Regions from separate parts of the Mus musculus genome. Here region 1 is linked to region 2. A link is a contact called in public promoter capture Hi-C data. All regions are on one chromosome and are shown on one strand. The core of a region is the stretch at or near the end of the contact, and the rest is flanking DNA. Distances in the headings are between cores, read along the strand shown. Region 1 holds the start of Aco1 (aconitase 1). Region 2 holds the start of Ripk2 (receptor (TNFRSF)-interacting serine-threonine kinase 2).

Region 1 (4,441 bases), core at 217-2,716, about 24 Mb before region 2:
AACCCCCAACAGAACTGAACACAGGGATAAGGAGGCAAAAACATGCCACCTGGTGTTTTAGACATGACCTCTCAACTGCTTGGTAATCTTACAGCAACCCCTACACATTTGGCATGGTCTAGTCACACCCACCTCCCTGAACTCACAGGTCTGGTGTGCTACATCAGGTTTACACACATCAACTCAGCAGGCACAGAAACAACCAAGGCACACATGAACATCACCCAAAGCCACCACCAACTGTGGGGATCTCGTATTCCGTTGGAAAGTGAGGTCCAGAGTGCTCCTGGGTATCAGAGGTTAACTCCTCCACGGTGCGGAATGGAAGAACCATAAATAAAGTGGCAAACCCAGTGAACTATGCCTCCTAAGCACTGGCTACTTCGGTGGTTCTAAAGTATGCTGCAGAGAAACACAGGCGCAGGTGTTTGGACGGTCAAAACCACTCTTTAAGCAATACAATGTTACATTTTCACCAATATACTTAAAAGTCTTCAGAAGCTACATGACCTGTCATACTGCAACAGGCTGAGTGTCTTCTAAGCAGAGATTTGCAGGAAGGTTAAAGAATGCCATTCTTAATAACAGTGTTTTGGAAACTACAGAATCGGTCTATCTGAATTAAGTATATTAAGTGTCTATACGCTGTATTTATACACTGCAAAAATCAATAGGTACAATCTATATAACAAAGGTTCTTTAGGCGCGCTGCCGGTCCTAAATGCAAAAGTTCGGCAACTTCTGCTGGGAGGCTGTCATGCGTGCTGCAGGGAGATCTGCGGTTCTAGTGCACTGGGCTGGCCAGAGTGGTACAGTCCCGTTCTCCTTGGGTTTCTCAATCAATCACCTTGGACTCTATGCCCTTCCACTGAGGGGGCTCTTACCCTCACCCCGCCTGCCTTCGCCCCGTGCTGGGGACTCCAATCTGCCGGGCACAATCGTTCCTTTCTATCCCGTGGGCTGGGCCTGGCACAATGACACCCCGGCGGTGCGGCCCTCACACCAAGGCGAGAACTCCCGGGGCGCCGAGTAGAGCCACTCCCAGTCCAGAGCGACGCAGGCTGGGGAGCGAGTAGAGAGGTCACCCCAGGAGCCAGCTCCACCGCCTCCCCGCAGCTCTCCCCGTGTCCTCGGGTCTGCACCCGTGGGAAAGGCCTGCACGGACGCCCCGGGGCCGCGTGGTACTCACCGCTCACAGTGCAGTTCCCGGAGCACACAGGCGGGTGCTAGCAATGTCCCAGGCCGACTCCGCGCTCCTCCCACTGAGCGGTCCTCCGGACGCTCCGGCAGCGAGGCGGGACCGGTGGAGAGCGGGCCGGAACCAGCTGCTGCGGGAGAGGGGCGGGGCCCGGGCCTCACTCCGCCCCCCGAGGGGCGGAGCCTGGGCACCTCCTCCCTCTAGAAGCTGCAAGCGATGGCTGAAGCTTGCAGTCTAGTCCGGGTGCGCCCTCCCTTCGGAACCTTCCGATCTTGGCAGATGGGCGGAGTCTAGGGCCTATTCCGCCCCAAGGCCCAGATCTGACTTGAGGTTGCGGCCAAGGGGCAGAGCTTGGGAACACCTCTTCTTTCCAGAGCCTGAAGGCAGACCATACCGAGGGACGAGTCCCAGGCCCCTACATGGCCAGGTTTAGGGGCTGGGCACCGTCCCACCCCTAGAACAAGAGACTCGTGGCCACGGACGGGGGCGGAGCCTAGGACCTGCTCCACCCCTCTGTACCTCCTAGGCCCGAAGGCCCGAAGCTGAAGGCTATTGATCTTCGTGGCTCCTCCCCATAGGCGGGAGAAACTGGGCCCCGAGGCTGCATCTAGCTTTGCTAGTGGCTCAGTCCCAGGAAGTGTAGAGCCGATTTCTAGGCTTTTCCTCTTTTGGAGCGTGGAGAAGGCTGACTGTCCCTCACGAGGGGCAGAGTGTGACATGTAACTGCCTGACTAACGTAGGGAGCCTTAGGATTTCTGTTGCTGCGATGAAACGCCATGACCAAAAAGCAAGCTGAGGAGAAAGGGGTTTATTTGGCTTACACTTCCAATTCACTGGAGGAAGTCAGGACAGGAACACAAGCAGGGCTAGAACCTGGAAGCAAGCACTGATGCAGAGGCCGTGGGGGTGATGCTTAATGCCTTGCTTCCATGCCTTGCTCAGCCTGCTTTATCATAGAACTCAGGACTACCAGCCTAGGTGAGACCACTCACCATGGGCTGGGCCCTCTCCCATTGAGAAAATGGTGAGAAAATGCCTTACAGCTGGATCTCATGGAGGCATTTTCTCAACTGAGACTCCTTCCTCTCTGATGACTAATTTGTGTCAAGTTGGCACACAAAACGCCACCTTTCTTTTAAATGCTGGGTGGTAAGTACGTTTTCTGAGTGCCTCTTCCAGTGTCCCCCACCTCCTCCACCTTGCCCTTCACTTCCTATTCCTACCCCAACTACTGTTTTGTTTTAGATTTCTTCCCGAGGGTTTAGTTGTTTGGGGTTTTTGGTTTGATTTTTGAGTCAGATACTCATGGGCCCCAGGCAGGCTTAGAGCTCATTGTTTGGTGGAACTCCCCAGACCTTGGACTCCCTACATCTACCTTTAAAGTGCCGGGACTGCAGGTTCTGTCCCACCACACCCAGCTCTTATAAAAGGCAGTTTCTCCGTTATTACTAGCTCAAAGCACAGGAAGTATACATCAGGAGCACACTTCAACATGTCTGTAGCTTACACAGAATGCAAACTTTCTATATATAAAACTTGGTTTTAGCCTACAGCAACCCATTAATTACAGCACATGCTGTCCACCGATCTAAAGTCTGAGCTGTGAGACTGAGTGGGGGTTCCGTCCATGCTTAGCAGTTTAGCCTCTCAAGTCAATGTGAATTTGGAAACATGATTGATTAGCTCTAGATGAAAGGATGTAAGGTTTTGCTGCCCAGATCATTTGGAAATTCAGTGTAGGCTTCTACATTGAGTTAACACGAACGAGCATCATATAGGGAGAATGACTAGTAACTAGTATGTCAAGCACTTGGCTAGCGATGGGTTTTGCTGCTCTAGGTTGCTCCCTTAGTGTTGAAGGCCCTGAGTTCCAGGAACTCATCACAGGGTGGATTTGAGTTCCAAGCTGTCCAAGCCTAAGGCTGGTTATTCCAGGTACTCAGGGCAGAGGTGTATTGCTCTTGCTTCCTTCTGCTCTGCAGCAGGTAGAGTTATAACTCCTGATCTTTGGCTGAGACCAAGCTTTACAGTCTCTGCTTTTTGTTCTTCAGAGCCCCTGCCTGTCTTTACACTTTTGCTATTCCTATATAGTCATAGTTTCTTGCATTTTCTTTGGAAACCCTTTAACCACTCCCTAGTGTTATAGTTCAGAGCTCTTGAAGGGCTCGGGAACTCTTAGCTGCCTTCTGTGTTGTTGCTCTGAGCTTTGGCCGTTGGGGTCTCTTAGATCTTGATGACTCTGGAATGCTTCAGCTACCTCATCATTGCCAATGCCAGTGCTGCTGTCTGTGCCATCAGATATGGAAGTCGCATTTTCCTCCATACAACCTGCCTAGCTTGATTAAGACTGTAGACAAAGAGATTATTTGTTAGGTGTTGTGCTAGGCCTAATATTGCAATCCCAGAAGAAGTCTCGAAGATTAAAAAAACAATTAGGGGAAACAGTCTTCTCACATAGCCGGAAGGGGACTATGACATACTTGTGTATGGACTGTAATTCCACCAACCACAGCCCCTGCATGTGCATAGTTCTACCTTACCAATCACAAGTGCTGCATAAACAAACTGACAAGCTTTACTTAAGAACCAATCACAGCAAGCCCCACATTGCACCAATCACAGTTTGTTTTTCTTCCCGAGTCAGTAGAGAGTTACTCTCTTCTCCAGTCTGGAGGAAGAACTAACTTCCCAATGAGCAGACTCATCTAGAATTTACTATCTCTGTTTTATGGAGAACAGAGTCTTCCAAAGCCAGTGCAGTTTGCTGAAGAGGTCGTGATTGGAACAGCAGCTCCTGGATCAAAAGTTTTAGCTTCAACAGCAGCCAGTAGGTGCAGTGCTGCTTGTTTCTGTGAAATAGCTAACTGTTGAGTAGCAGTATCCTCCTAGCCTTGCACTTTGGAAGGAAACTTCTTAAGCTATAAACTTCTTAAGCTATAAGGGGAGGTGAATCAACGGGATGTTTCAAGACGGGATATTTAAAGGGAGATGAAACACGCCATCCTGCAGGGAATCTTCTTAAAACGGTAAATAAATGACTCAAAATAGCTCCAGGAAGTCCCTAGAACTGACCAGAATCACTCCCTGCTTCAAGCACCTATAAACAGTAAGAATTGTTCAGAGTCACTCTCAGACAAGCCAAGCTGCCTGGAAGAAGCAAAGACCAGCAGAGCTGCCTGGAAGAGATCCGTACCAACTATGCAACTTAGAAAAAACACTCCAAAACACTGAATTGCTTGTGGG
Region 2 (4,675 bases), core at 43-2,542:
GATTCCCTGGAGCTGGAGAGCAGGCAGCTGTGAGCTACTAGATTCGAGTACTGATAACAAACCTCAGATCCTCTGGAAGAACAAGCCCTCTTAACGGCTTACCCATGACTCCAGCCCAAGAAAACATAATCTTAGAATGTAGACTTGTAAAAAACTATTAAGAACTAGAGTATAGGGAAGGAAATGTCGGTGTTATATATATTACACTAATAATATAAGGGACAATTACAGATTGTAGTATCCTGGTGCGTGTAGGATCGTGGAACTATATCGCTCACAAATATGAGATATTTGCGCCAAACATCGTACTGAACAGTTATCTAAGTAGAAAGGTGTTTACAGTAAAAAGATGAAATAGTGCTGGATTTTGGTTGTTTGGTTTTGTTTGTTTTTGCCTTTGTTTTTCTTTTTGGATGGAAGACTTCCCAAACACAAGAAATGGTTTTATATTTCTATTTGTGAGTAGGCTTTGAGGAATAAAAGAAGAAACCGTTTCCTGGTAAGGGAGCAAGTCATATAAGCTAAACACCTCAATTTGTCACACTGACAGCGCTAGCCTCTCTACCTCACTTCTCACAAGTGGCAGCCACTGAGTAAAGACTGGAGTGGAAGCAACCAGATGGTTTACAGCTCAGGAAGTGGGGCACCAGGCTCCCCAGCAGTAGTCACCCCACACCCTATCACGTCCAGGGTTTGGAGTCTAAGGAAGACACTCGGGCCAAAGGAAAATCCAGCCGACCCACCTGACACCAGACTGGAGAACTCCGGAGGGATTTTCCCCGGAGGAAATCTTTTCCAAGCCTCAGCGATGTCCACCCGGCTTGTGGGGGGAGGGAGGCCTCTGAGACACGCCCATGATCTGCAGAGGGAGGAGCCGGCAGAGGGAGGAGCCCGCAGAGAGGGGAGCTTGCAGAGGGAGGAGCCGGCAGAGGGAGGAGCCCGCAAAGATGGGAGATTACAGAGGGAGGGGCCGGCGGAAGGAGGAGCCAGAGGACAGAAGAGCGGGCGGAGGAGGAGCCGGCGGAGGGAGGAGCTGGGGGAGGGCGGAGCCGACGGAGGGAGGAGCTGGCAGAAGGAGGAGCCGGCGGAGGGCGGAGCCGGCGGAGGGAGGAGCTGGCAGAGGGAGGAGCCGGCGGAGGGAGGAGCTGGCAGAGGGAGGAGCTCACAGAGAGAGGAGATTGCAGAGGGAGGAGCCGGCAGAGGGAGGAGACCGCGGAGGGAGGAGCCGGCGGAGGGAGGAGCCGGCGGAGGGAGGAGCCGGCGGAGGGAGGAGCCGGCGGAGGGAGAAGCCAGGGGTAGGAGGCAGGGGCTGAGGAGTTGGTGAAGGTAGGAGCCCGCCCAGGGAGGGCCGGCGGAGGGAGGAGCCCGCCGAGTCCAGGAGGAGGGAGGAGGACGGTCCACCCCGGCGCGGCCGCAGACCCGACGGGCTCCCTGGCACAGCTGACCGGGCCGGAACTGCAGCGGCCACGCGGGAATGGGCCGCCCCGGGACCTAGCGCCGCGGCCAGGGTCGGGCGGAGCCGCCGCGCAGCCGGAGCCATGAACGGGGACGCCATCTGCAGCGCGCTACCCCCCATCCCGTACCACAAGCTCGCCGACCTGCACTACCTCAGCCGGGGCGCCTCTGGCACGGTCTCGTCGGCACGACACGCAGACTGGCGCGTGCGGGTGGCAGTGAAGCACCTACACATCCACACGCCGCTGCTCGACAGGTAGGGCGCCGGCGCGGGGCCCCACACAGACGCGGGCTGGGTGGTCCACAGACCGGCCGCACTATGGCGATGCGCCGGCTCCGCCGCGGCGAGTCCTTAAGTCCTTGGGCTAACCTGATCCAAGGGAGAAACCATCCTGGACGTGCGTCAGACTTTGCAACTCGCCCTGCCTCTCCTCCCACCCGAGGTGTTCCCACTCTCCAAAAACCTGCAATCACGGCCACCTCTAAAACCCTGTTTATTGAACCCGACGTGTGTTGGTACAGTGCTTGTGGGCTTTGCTTTGTTTTAGCTAGCTGTTAGCGGTAAGAGCTGTGGAACTCTAAAAACTGCTCTTGGAAATGAAGTACGCAGTGACTGCAAAATACACACCGGAGTTTGAGCATTTAGCACTAAAAAGAAAAATAATAATACTATACCGGTGTTTTTATATTGATTAAACGTCAAAATATTTTTCTAGGGTTTTATGTGTGTTTCACTCCTGCTCCTGAGCCTGCATATTATGGCTTGGTTTGGTTTGATTTGGTTGGTTTTGTTTTCTTTGTGGTTTATTACGTGCCCTCATGAAGTTCAGTTATCAAATTCTACATTACCAGTTGTTATTCGAGCTCTTGCCTTGGAAGTCCCCAAAGGAAGTGTGCAATGTTTTTTGTAACAGTAAAATGAATCAAAAGCTATTAAATGGTCAAAATTTGTGAAGAATAAAAGTTTTGACCATCCCTTGCCCTGGTATTATTTGTGTCCAGCTCCCACATATTCAGAAGAAAGAAAAAAAAAAAGCGTTGGTTTCTGTTTCTAGGAAAACATTACAACTAAATACCATAGATCTGTGGCTGTATGTGTTAGTCAATGGATCTAGTCAGAACTCTTGTGTGTTTCACTTCCATCAGAAATTGAACTAGACCTTCATTCAGTTCTTAGTGCACTTGCTAACCTTGGTGGCTACAGGCCTCTTCTCCTGCTGGATCTAGTGTGAAAATACAGAGATCATAGCGGCCCTATTGGTCAGAGGCTGTTAACCCTGGGTATCAGGTCAGATACAGCATCAGATAACTAACTCTCTTGCTTCAGCCCTGGTAGAATGTTGGACTTTCATCTGCCTGGAGGCGCCCTCCCTCCCTCCAAGGGCTAGATCACAGTGTATGTGGAGCCAGTGCTGTGTGTGTGTGTGTGTGTGTGTGTGTGTGTGTGTGTGTGTGTTCACGTGTTCGAGCACGTGCGCCTAAGTAGTCAACTTTAAAGGGAGGTTGGTTAGTACCAAGCAAACGAATGGTCTATGGAAATGTAGCACTAATAGACCACTAGGTAGACTAAAGCTAGTTGCTTTCTCACTTTTGATTCTGCTTTTCAAAGCTTCGTTTGTGCCATTTGTAGGCCAAGGGAAAAAGATGGACAGGATGGTATTGCTTTCCCATATTCACCAACCACTTATGGTATAATTTCCTTGCATTGGATAGGGCATTGTCTTTATAAAACCAGCACAATCCCCTACCTTACTGCATTGCATTCTTTTATCTTGCTGTCTAAGATCTTACCATGAGCACAGGCCTAGGCTTATGCAACTGACTCTGAGGGTGTCTTACTTCCTCACCTGTTAAATATGAATAATAAACACTGTATGTATATTTGTTGTGCTCTGGTGTGGATAATGTACCCATTGTTCTTTAAGATTACCTGAAAAGAAAATAAGTCTAGGTGACGTTGCATATTATTTTAATAATTAGTGAGTCACTCTCCATTGCCAGTGAGTGGGACTTCCATAGCAGTCTTCCAGCCTTAATGGACTGATGACTCTGATTGGTTGTTCAAGTACCCTAGAGATGGAGAGCTGTTTCCTATTGACATTTTGAGTTAGGCCATTTTCATGATACAATTATTGAAGCTGTATTTTGCATTTTAAGTTTCTAAAAATCTTTTGCTTTTGTTTTCCCCCTCAATCTTGTTGAATTCTAACCTCACAAACTATCTGATTTGCTTTTCTCATCAAACAATAGAATAGAAAAGCACAGATGTTAGAGTACCAGGGCTACAATTTAAATCTGACTTAAACCCTGTCACTTTGTATTGTTGTCACCAAAGGATCATTCATTTTTTTCTGACTGTAGATGCTCCAATATGTAAACCAGAGAGAATGAAACAAGCTTTAGAGAGTTGATTCAAGGGTTGGACTGTATATAAAATGGCTGGCAGGGAGGAGGAATACATCATACCTTTCTATGTTTGTATGTACATGCATGTGTTTGTATTAGCATACACACATAGGAGATCCATGTGCTGCTGACCCACATGCATGATGGGTAGGCCAGAGGTCAACTTCAGGTATTGTTCCTCAGGACCATTAAGAGAGAGAGAGAGAGAGAGAGAGAGAGAGAGAGAGAGAGAGAGAGAGAGAGAGAGAGGAGAAGAGAGTATCTTTAATGTTTTGGAGTGTGTATTGTTGCCAGCTTTTTTATATCTATTCTTAGGAATTAAACTCATATTCTCCTGCTTGTATGACAATCACTTTACTAATGTATTCTCTGCTAATACTTTATTTCATACTTTGGACAGAAGGAGGGAAGGCTATCTTATATGTATGTGTCACTGGAACTTCCACACTGTGTCCTCTCATCTCAAGTGTCCAGGGATCTTTGGGTTCATCCTGTAAGGTACTACACAGGAACTGTCTTGTTGACCCATATCTCTTGGGGCAAATACAGAGCTTGAGAAATTGAAGTTTAATTAAATAGGCTTCACAGACTGATATAACTGGTTTCCTTTCAGTCAAGGTAAGGAACAGAGAATAGAGAAACTTTGCTTTATGGTGTCTTGTGCCTCTTGAATTTAAAAGCATAAAATATTTTGCCTACTCAAAGACTTCATAACTTCTTACTATGGTTGGGTGTGCGTCCGTGTGTCTCTCTGCTCGTGTGCTTTAAGTAGTCTGGTCAGGAATGTCTGTCTGTATGCTTATTTCAACAGCCA

Evidence for each region. Promoter capture Hi-C pulls out the DNA fragments that hold promoters and counts their contacts.
Region 1: a promoter capture Hi-C map of pre-B cells shows a contact between it and region 2. The contact joins the promoter of Aco1 here to the promoter of Ripk2 in region 2. A contact is called at or near these places in 1 of 39 promoter capture datasets (pre-B cells) and 2 of 484 Hi-C or Micro-C datasets (CD4 T cells and CD8 T cells).

The regions. Positions count from the first base shown.
Region 1 is chr4:40,140,290-40,144,730 of GRCm38.p6, reverse strand. It overlaps Aco1 (aconitase 1), which reads right to left and starts at 1,466. Exons shown (of 21, transcript NM_007386.2): 1 at 1,190-1,466.
Region 2 is chr4:16,160,260-16,164,934 of GRCm38.p6, reverse strand. It overlaps Ripk2 (receptor (TNFRSF)-interacting serine-threonine kinase 2), which reads left to right and starts at 1,292. Exons shown (of 11, transcript NM_138952.4): 1 at 1,292-1,711. The coding sequence starts at 1,539. A530072M11Rik (RIKEN cDNA gene A530072M11) reads right to left here and starts at 825. Exons shown (of 7, transcript NR_045765.2): 1 at 744-825.